Linked DNA regions of Zea mays: regions 1 and 2 are each linked to region 3. A link is a contact called in public Hi-C data. All regions are on one chromosome and are shown on one strand. The core of a region is the stretch at or near the end of the contact, and the rest is flanking DNA. Distances in the headings are between cores, read along the strand shown. Region 1 holds the start of LOC103647301 (non-lysosomal glucosylceramidase). Region 2 holds the start of LOC542644 (plasma membrane intrinsic protein 2). Region 3 holds the start of LOC100217277.

What was found. Hi-C and Micro-C count contacts between places; a contact is called where the count stands out from the background.
Region 1: a Hi-C map of ear shows a contact between it and region 3, with 2.0 times the contacts expected there. The contact joins the promoter of LOC103647301 here to the promoter of LOC100217277 in region 3. A contact is called at or near these places in 2 of 25 Hi-C or Micro-C datasets (ear and tassel).
Region 2: a Hi-C map of leaf shows a contact between it and region 3, with 3 times the contacts expected there. The contact joins the promoter of LOC542644 here to the promoter of LOC100217277 in region 3. A contact is called at or near these places in 5 of 25 Hi-C or Micro-C datasets (bundle sheath, ear, leaf and 1 more).

What each region holds. Positions count from the first base shown.
Region 1 is chr2:173,421,680-173,424,706 of Zm-B73-REFERENCE-NAM-5.0, forward strand. It overlaps LOC103647301 (non-lysosomal glucosylceramidase), which reads left to right and starts at 1,497. Exons shown (of 18, transcript XM_008671844.3): 1 at 1,497-2,420; 2 at 2,958-3,027. The coding sequence starts at 2,340.
Region 2 is chr2:173,062,478-173,065,931 of Zm-B73-REFERENCE-NAM-5.0, forward strand. LOC542644 (plasma membrane intrinsic protein 2) reads left to right here and starts at 1,768. Exons shown (of 3, transcript NM_001112168.1): 1 at 1,768-2,510. The coding sequence starts at 1,887.
Region 3 is chr2:173,201,621-173,205,048 of Zm-B73-REFERENCE-NAM-5.0, forward strand. It overlaps LOC100217277, which reads left to right and starts at 2,045. Exons shown (of 8, transcript NM_001143629.2): 1 at 2,045-2,551. The coding sequence starts at 2,084. It overlaps LOC100284471 (DNA-directed RNA polymerases I, II, and III 7.3 kDa polypeptide), which reads left to right. Exons shown (of 3, transcript NM_001157366.1): 1 at 1-36; 2 at 326-418; 3 at 1,286-1,531. The coding sequence ends at 1,308.

The sequences.
Region 1 (3,027 bases), core at 247-2,746, 220 kb after region 3:
TTTCGATCAGTGTTTCACCTATAAATTAGAAATTTTATAAACAGTGTAAACATACAACCTATTGTATGACTTGTTATTTATATTGTCTGCACGTGTTTTTCAATACACATATAGACAACATTTGTGTGTGGGCTGTATATGACTTAGTCTTTACCTGTGTAATAAGTTTTATAACTAGACTATATTTAATACTCGTAATTACCACTAAACATTCAATGTGACAGAAACTAAACTTTAGTTGGTTGGAAACAAATACCTCTTTAGCCTTGCCAAATCCTTTCTCTCTTCTTATTCTTTATATTGTCTAATTCATGTATAAAGTATGTCTTTACTTAAAAGAAACAAAAAGACAAATCATCACGTTTAATCCTCTATGTGTCAGATGCTCCTTCAACCATGTAGCACCACCTTCACTCTTCGCCATGTCACATATTACAATACAAGTAATGATGCAAATCATACTAACATGGATGTAAATAATTACAACTACTATCTAAAACATTTTAAGGCAAAAGGGCCTTTAGCTAAGTTCGTTAGATGGTCTGCGTAGCATTTCTCAGGTCCGGTCTTAATCTTGACATGGACTACGGAGCCGTTGTGTATGGGTGGTCAGGTGGAGCAGAAGTTCGGGGGTTTTCTCGACCCGCATAAGAATATCTTCTTGTTAATATAAAAAGTAATTTACACACTAACGTCTAATACTACCGTATACGACGATTCGTCTGATTTTTTACCCAAATTTGCCTCGTTTATTATAAAAACTCATAACTATTTTTTTTTTTACCTTTGACATCGTTTAACATATAATATATTTGAAGTATGACTTTGAATTTTTATTTTTTTCCACAAAATTTGAATAAGACAAACCGATCAAACTTGGTATAAAAATCTAAACGAAATATAAATTGGGACCAAGAGAGTAAATAATACTACCATATAAATCACATAAATAATGCTACCATCAAAATCACATGTTACCTGCCATCTAATACAACCATATAAATAATACTAACATCTAAATAACATATATATTTTCTGCAGTAATATATGTTACTTGGCAAATTCAACAAATACACAAAACATATTTCAAATAAATCACAAATCGGAGCTAAACATGATTGAACAGAGACAAACCAAAGTTTCACAACAAAATAGGCGTGACCGAAAACCCCGCAATTCGATGGATTTCATTGTGGCCGCGACGAATAGGGCTGCTTAGGACGATTCTAATTTGGGAGCAAAGGAGATTAAATCGAGAGGATTGGTTGGGTCATGTAAATGAATTAACGGGTCTGGTGGTTTCTTTAACCGACCAAATATGTTTGTTTAAAATTCAATGTATCAAAATATTCAGAAAACATCTAATTTTTTGTATCATTTTTTTCCTGACCTTATAATTTTTAAAATTCTTAAAATTTGAAACAAAGTCTACCGAAATGTGGATGAAATTTATTTCCGGGTAGTACGGAGACGAATTTCCCCCAAAAATTCGCCGATTTTGGTCTGGGAAAGTATTCCCTGGTGCCGACTAGGCGACGGGACCACCAAAAACCACTCTCTTGTGCGCGAGCATCGTTAAAATTGGCCACGCCGCCGCCGCCGGCCGGCGAGGAGCCGGTACTGTCTGCTTGCTCTTCTTTTCACCGAACCAAAACGCCCGCCGGAAAGGGTCAAAGGGGAAACAGAGATCTCGGTTTGCAGTGATGAAGCTTCGCTGATGAGCTGGCGCCCGTCCACTCGCAACGACGCTGGACAAAAGACTAGCCGTCCCGTCCCGTCACGGCCCGGCGACCTGGCAAGGAGAACTGCAGCGACAGCGACAGCGACCTCTGGACAATCGGCTGTGACGGTCTTTCTCGTTTGTTTTATAGATAGGAAAGAAATAAAGATAAGGGTTAAAGCTTTCTCGTAGCCTCCTCAGAACATACGGGCGATTGTCTTTTCGCCGGTGAGCCATTAATTCCGTCGAGCTGATTTCTTCTTGCTGGTTTTGCCGGTTTTATTTTTTTCTTTTATTGGTAATTCTTGGCCGTGGCGACTGACGATTCCTTTTGGCGCTTGTAATAGCACAAGCATAGCTAAAGTCGTCCCGTTTCCTCCTGGTTTCAATCTGTTTGGAACTTTTGTTAGTTCCGGTCCATAGGGGGAATCGTACTATCCTGTGGTCAAAATTGTCGCTTCTTTCTTTTGTCGCTCTCTCTATACACACCAAAAAGAAGGAAAAAAAACCACGATTTTTTCTCCCAACTTTGAGTAATTACCGAGTGTTTCTTCAAGTCGGAGCTCGGCTCTGTGCTTAGCCGGGACCCTATACTTGGGGTTTTGGCGGGTCCATCGGAATGGTCAGCGGGAATCTGCTCTACCGGAGGAAGCGCTCGTGGCGTGCCGATGAGTTCGTGAGCCGGAGCACGCTGCAATTGGTAAGATTCTTCTCGCCCCTCTTCCTTCAGTTGATCCTCCGCTAGTAGCTGCAGACATTGCCTCGCCTACTGGGAAGTGACAAAACTGTAATATCCGCCTTGGTACTAAATTTGGTAGCATAGAGCATTTGATGGATGAAGTTGATTCTAGTGAGCTAGCCTATTTGCGATATCTTATTCTGCTCTCTTGCTGCTTATGATGATTGTTAGTATTCAGAGTCTTCTGAAATGTTTCTTTAAAGGCCCAAATTGCGCTAGATGAATTAGTACTTGTTTAACTGACTTTTGCAGATAAAAAAAGTTGTATTTTTTTTCCATCGTTAATAACTGTATTAAGAATTTTATTGGCTTACCAAATTAAACAGCAAATTGCTTAACCATTTGTATTTGTTGAAAGCGTCACAAGATTGTGGACAAAGTTTCCCATTTGATTTGGTTAAGTTTTGAGAAAAATATATGAGTAGTCGAGGGTATGGTATGGAATTCTGCAGTGACTGGCTTTATTTCTTATTGATCATTACTTTTGGGAATGCTCAGCTCGACTTTGATGATGGCTCACCACCAGAGCATGCATGGAGAAGGAAACTAAGTAGTCATGCTAATAGAT
Region 2 (3,454 bases), core at 518-3,017, 140 kb before region 3:
AGGACCATGGGGGAACGAACGTATAGGCATCCATGGCCCGTCGTCGTGACGCGCACCCGCTCATCGTGGATAGCGGCGCTAAAAATGGATAGGAACCGGCCGGGCGGGCACGACGATTGCTCTCGTGCCTGCCTTCTTCCAGCCGAGACGTGCTACGGGCTGTCTCTTTTTGTAGCGAAGGGTAGGTACGTCGTACGTACGTGTCATTGTCGACCTTTTACCGTGCAGCTAGTAAGCCGAGCACACACATCCGGTCGATAGCTCGGGAGATGTGAGACGATACAAGATGGTAGCACGGGCGGGCGTGCGTCCGTCCGTCCATCCACTTGGCGTTGGCGCCACGCCGGATGCCGGCTTGATGGAGTGCGCACACGCAACCCGCATAGAAGCAGCCGCCGCCAACGCCACCCAGACCCAGCCAGCCGCGCACAGGCACATGCAACCATGCATTCGCGGACACGCACAGCACGCCAGTACGGCACGGTCTCGCCCAGCTCACCATGGCTGGCCGGTCGCTCGCCCGCCCGCGCAGAACGCCGGTGGCCAAAACGCCATCACCACCAGCGCGAATGCATGGCACACGTTGTGCAGCGCGCGGGGCGGGCTCACTCATTGCGATGCGATGCGATGCGATCCGATGCGATGCGGTCCGCTAGTGCGGGTTGTTGTCGTTTATCTCCTTCCCCCGCTCTGCTCTGCTCTGCTCTGCCTGCCACATGGCCAGCAAATTTTCCACAGTAAACCCGCCGGTTCACGTGGGAATACAATTCTCGTTTTTTCCAATGGATCAACACAACATAAACTTTAGTTAACTAATTAATATTTGTTTAGAGGTAATGTTTTCCTTAGCCAAACATCTATATATTCGATCATCAGTTTTTTTAAAAAAATACTATATATAGGATTGTGGTATAAGTTTTATAGTTTTCACATGTACCATATCAAAAGCTTTTCGGATGTACTATAGGAGATTCTTTGCAACGTATGAGTTTTACAGAAACAGTATAAAAATTTCATACAAATTAGTTTACAAAGAGAGAGAGAGAGAGAGAGAAAACACGTAGGATTCAAGAAATATTTCTTCAATCCAAACCAGGATCCCTTGTTTTTTAATTTACAACATATAGAGAGATAGAGGGGTAGGGGGAGGGGTTTGTCAGTATTTTTTTAGCTGTTTGAATTGTCTGACAGCGAAGCGAAACCAATGATCCGCATATCTTGTCATGTCACATCTCGTCCTTTTAAAAGAATATCTTGTCGTATTTTTCTTTTTTTTTTCCCCAGGATTCCATCCCCTGGAAACTTCTGCCGATTTTGTTTTCCAAGAAAACAAATACCCCAGCAGCCGTGGATTGTGGGGGATATATATCCTTGGCTTTGTAGCAGATCGCTTGCACGGCCAGCATCGTTGGACTTGGATTGCAGCAGGCAAACAAAACCAAAAAGACAGCGCGAGAGCGTCAGCAAATATACCACTCCTACTTTTAAAAGACAAAAAAAAAACAGAGTGGAAGAAAAGAGAAGGCCATTCAATCCTAGCAACACAATTTTAAGTTTCTGAAAAATAGAAAATAGAAATTGGTCTGGATTTTCTGGTCCATTCTATGAATCAGGTGATATAATATGAATATAAATCAGAGGGGGAGGGGGGCATGGCCCGCACACCAGCCTTGCAGCACTATTATGCTGTGTTGTCACTTACCTACTCTCCGCTCCCTCCATAAATAGCTCCACCCTCTCGCTCTCACTCCCCCACCTCACGCACTCATCCATTCGGCCATTCCTTAACATCCTTGTTGCAAGCGGCGCCAGCTTGCTCGCGCTCTCTCGCAGCTGCTACGCTAAAGCAAGTCTAGTCTCTAGAGGAGGAGGCGGAGGGGGAGGCCATGGGCAAGGACGACGTGGTCCAGAGCGGCGCGGGCGGCGGGGAGTTCGCCGCCAAGGACTACACGGACCCGCCGCCGGCGCCGCTGGTGGACGCGGCGGAGCTGGGTTCGTGGTCGCTGTACCGCGCGGTGATCGCGGAGTTCATCGCGACGCTGCTGTTCCTGTACGTGACGGTGGCGACGGTGATCGGGTACAAGCACCAGACGGACGCGTCTGCGTCGGGGGCCGGGGCGGACGCGGCGTGCGGCGGCGTGGGCGTGCTGGGCATCGCGTGGGCCTTCGGCGGCATGATCTTCGTGCTGGTCTACTGCACCGCCGGCATCTCGGGGGGCCACATCAACCCGGCCGTCACCTTCGGCCTCTTCCTGGCGCGCAAGGTGTCGCTGGTGCGCGCGCTGCTGTACATGGTGGCGCAGTGCCTCGGCGCCGTCTGCGGCGTCGGCCTCGTCAAGGCGTTCCAGAGCGCCTACTTCGACCGGTACGGCGGCGGCGCCAACTCGCTCGCGTCCGGCTACTCCCGCGGCGCGGGGCTCGGCGCCGAGATCGTCGGCACCTTCGTGCTCGTGTACACCGTCTTCTCCGCCACCGACCCCAAGCGCAACGCCCGCGACTCCCACGTCCCGGTGAGCACACCACGCCACCACCCGGCCCCGACCAACGCCACCGCCTCTCTTAGCTTCCCTTCTCTTTTATTTATGTTTCTACTACTTTTTGTGCCTCGATCTTACTGCGCGCAGCGCGCATACTCGTCGTACTACACACTGTAGCTCAGTAGCTGTTTGTTTGTTGGAGTTCAAGGGGAGGAGGTTAGCTAGAGCTGAAGTCATGGTAGCAAATAGTAGTAGTAAATAGCACAACACGTCATTAAGGGCTTCATAGTCGTGATAATGGCCGTTATTAAAGAGTCCCGTACTCTCATCCACAGAGGACATCCATCTTCGGAGCCGGACATAGCTCCGACCTTATCCACCCCCCATCGACCATCGTGTAAAAAGCTGAGCTGGGGGTCTGGTCCGGCCCTGTAGCAGGGGTACGTACAGTAGTACATGGTCCGCCGGCTCGGGTCCATCCAGTCCTTGTCGTGATGAGCTGGTCCGTGCACCTCCCTTCCCTTGTGCATGCGTTGTCCCAATGGCTTGTCAGCGAGCCTATCCACCTAAATTTCGCGTGTTGTTTTGAGGAGAAAAACTTTGCTGGAGTTGGCCGACCATCGTATGGTGGTGCGTACTATATCTTTACTATGTCTATCTCCAACACACTGTTTATACGTCTAATTTCTTATTTTAAACTCTAATCTGTAAACAGTGTAATCTCTGTACGGTCATTTATTCAGGGTGCTGGAGGTGGCCTAAGCACACACACAGATAGAATCCGTGCACGGCAGCGGTACAAAATATACGTGCAGAATCCGTGAATCCGAAGGCAGCATGCACGCATATGTGTGTGGCTAGGTGAAACTCAGCAGTCACTTTAGCAGGCACTGCGCTGGGCTGCGCTAGTGGTGGGCATATCCCCCTTTCGTGCGTGAGCATTGGACGGGGGACACTGGGCGACGTGATGCCTTTTT
Region 3 (3,428 bases), core at 795-3,294:
CGCAGCAGCCGGAGCCTGTCACCTACGTCTGCGGAGGTAATCCTCTCGATCCCTATTTTCATCTGATGATTGGATTCGTTATGGTTCATCGTAATCATGAGGGGCTTGCCCTTCACTTTAGCAGTTAAATAAATATATACTCAGATGTCAAAACGAAGTATACACCACAAAGATCAAAAGGAGAATCATCCAGTCATCCGCTACTACTACTTCGTCATGTCTACTACCTTTGATATAAAATTTTCACCTCCTGGCTACTACGGATGATCTGGATTTCTCCGTCGTTTCTTGTTGGAAATCTTAATTTAATAATGTTCTGCTTCAGATTGCGGAGCTGAGAACACCGTGAAGCTAGTAGACGTCGTCCAGTGCCGTGAATGTGGCCACCGCATCCTCTACAAGAAGCGGACCCGCCGGAGTAAGACCACATCATTGCTTATCCTTTCATTCAGATATGCGATTCCTTGTTTTCCTCATCGGTTAAATTGAGGATAGAACACACAATTGCTTGTGTCCAGCAGAGGCCGTCCTCTGTTGTGGTGGTGTTGACGATAAAGTGCATCATCTGTATGTATACCCCAAAACATAATATTTTTTCTTGCATTGTCAGTAATATACCTGCCATGCCAAGCCTAAAGGTTCAGTGATGTCACAGGAATGATTTATAAAGGTAGCAGCGTACAATGGATTAAATGGATAGCTAATGGGTCGCTTATAGAAACGTAAAGGGTGCATTATGATTAATTGGCCAAGTGCCTAATCAGCTATAGACTTGTTTTTAGAACATTGTTTGCCTCCATGTCTCAATTATGCACATATCATACATTTGTTTTTCTTAGAAAAATGTGTGCACATTCAAAAGTAGTGATTGGTTTGATTATCGTTACGGGCATAGTCACAGTTTCTTGGTCGATGGGGTCGAGGAACATGGTAGACTACTTGTGAAGGCTTTTTACACAGCAGGATCGAAAATGACACTATGTAATTGGGTCAGGAATGGCATTCATGGGTTGAGGGTCGATGCCTTCGACCCTGTTTTATGTGACTATTTACTGGTTGATAATGCTTAGTGCTCATTAGTAATTTAATGATGACCTGCAGAAAATGGTAGCTGAATTGAGTGTGAAATTAGAGTTCATGGTTGACAATTCTAGCCACTTATAAGATGGTATAGGGTGTGAAGTTAGATGTCATGGTTGGTCTATTGGACCATGTTTTAATTTCTAATTTGATCTTTGTTCTCATGTGTGGCCTTCCTCACCAAAATGTTATGTTTCTTGTATAGTTGTCCAATTTGAAGCACGCTGAGGAGTGACGACAGGGGAAAAACACTGGAGATGGTTGATCTATTACTCGCCACTCACCTATGTAAAGAGTCTTGTGAGGGAAATGAAAGTGTCAGACATAATGTTTGAATGAATGTCGTGTGCCTCTTTTGGGCTTGAAAACTTTAATATGTAAGGCTTGAACTAGGGTCGGATTTGAGCATTGAGATACTGCAGTAATATGTTGATGGGTCCTCCTAAGTACCGAATCTAATGCGTGCCTGTTATGCCTGCGTTATTATTTATTTATTGGCCATTTGTTTGGTGTTCAGTGGAAATATCGATTTAGGGGGTGTTTGGTTTGTAGGGACTAATTTTTAGTCCCTACATTTTATTCCACTTTAGTTACAAAATCATCAAATATAGAAATTAAAACTCTATTTTAGTTTCTATATATATCAATTTATATACTAAAATGGAATAAAATGAAGGGACTAAACATTAGTCCCTAGAAACCAAACACCTCCTTATACGGCTGGAATATTGTTTGTGCCCTCACTTGATCCGTTCATTCGGAACTGATGAAAATGTGATGGGCTGACGGGTGCGATTCAGATGTATGCGGTCTGCTTGTAGTGTCCAGCTTGGGCAGCGTAATTACGCATATACGGTCTACTTCCGTACTCCCAATTTCGTATACGCCGTTCACTACGAATACACCGTACGCCGCCGCTTCCACAGTTCCACGTAAAAACGCGCAGGCCAGGCCCCGCGGCTCCATCGTGCTCCCATTTCGCTTCCTTTCCCCTACCGCATCGATGGACCACGCGCCAGCGCCCCCTTTCGCCGTGCACCTCGTCACCGGCGGCGGATCCTCGTCGGGGATCGCCCTCCTACTGCGCTCCCTCGCCGCCGCCCGTGTCGTCGCTCTTGACGCAGAGTGGAAGCCGCGCCGCCGCGGTAGCCCTGCCGCTGCCGACCCTGCGGCCCTGGGCGACGACACGACGCCGGCGTCCGAGACATCTCCAGCGCCGCCGAAGTTCCCGACGGTGACGCTGCTCCAGGTGGCCTGCCGCTTCAGCGATGGTGGTGGAGGTGAGGGCGAGCGCAGCGAGGTGTTTGTCGTCGACCTGCTTTCCGTGCCGCTCGCCGACCTGTGGGCACCGCTGCGAGAGCTGTTCGAGCGGCCTGAGACGCTCAAGCTGGGGTTCAGGTTTAAGCAGGACCTGGTGTACCTCTCCTCCACCTTCTCCGCCGCCCTCGGGTGCGATTCCGGATTCGATAGGGTAAGGGCGTGTTGACCAAATGTCGTGGCAAGCTGCACATTCATTTCCTGGTGGCAACGTCGATGTAAAGTTTCAAGTCGGGATTAGGTTAGTGATTCCCACGTAATTGGTACTCATGTGCTGGGATATGCTTAACCATTGAACTGATTGTTAAAATTTAGAACCAAATTCTGCAGGATCAACCCCCTCTGGCTTTAGCAGCTCTTCTGTGGGAAATGAATTAAGCTCTGTACTAGCAGCTTAGCCTGCACAATTGTGTAGCTAGTGATTGTAATCGCTTGCACTTTTTAGGATGGCATTATTTTCGAAACAACTAGTTTCAACCCTTGCTCACTAACCGTTTTAGAGAACATGGGCCAAATAGTAACCATACATGTACATCCACTGTATATTGAAAAAAATAAGGGTCGTTTTGTGCTGCTCCAACAAAGTGAGCAACAATCAAATACCAATCAAACTGCGATAGACTGCAAATTACGTGGGTCAACCATGTGTTAATTTCTTGCATCTTATGATCCACATTGCAGTCCCTTTTTCTGATAAAGTCTAGGACTGAGTCCATACCTGCAATTCATCCTTGATTACAGGGTAAAGTCTAGGGTTTATTGCAGACTTGCATTTCATCCTTGATCAGGGGCGGATCTACACCCTTGGCCACTCGGTCCGTGGCCTGGGGCTTGATCCATATAACTCTACAAGAGTCTCTATTTGATCTAATATAAAATGGCTAAGATGAAAAGAAGAGAATGAAATTCAGTAGGTTTGGTGGTCATGGAAAAATTCTAGATCCGCCCCTGTCGTCGACAATAGAGTTATCTCCCATATCACTGAGCTATTATCATACTATATCATAGTATATCATGTACTCATCATAGTT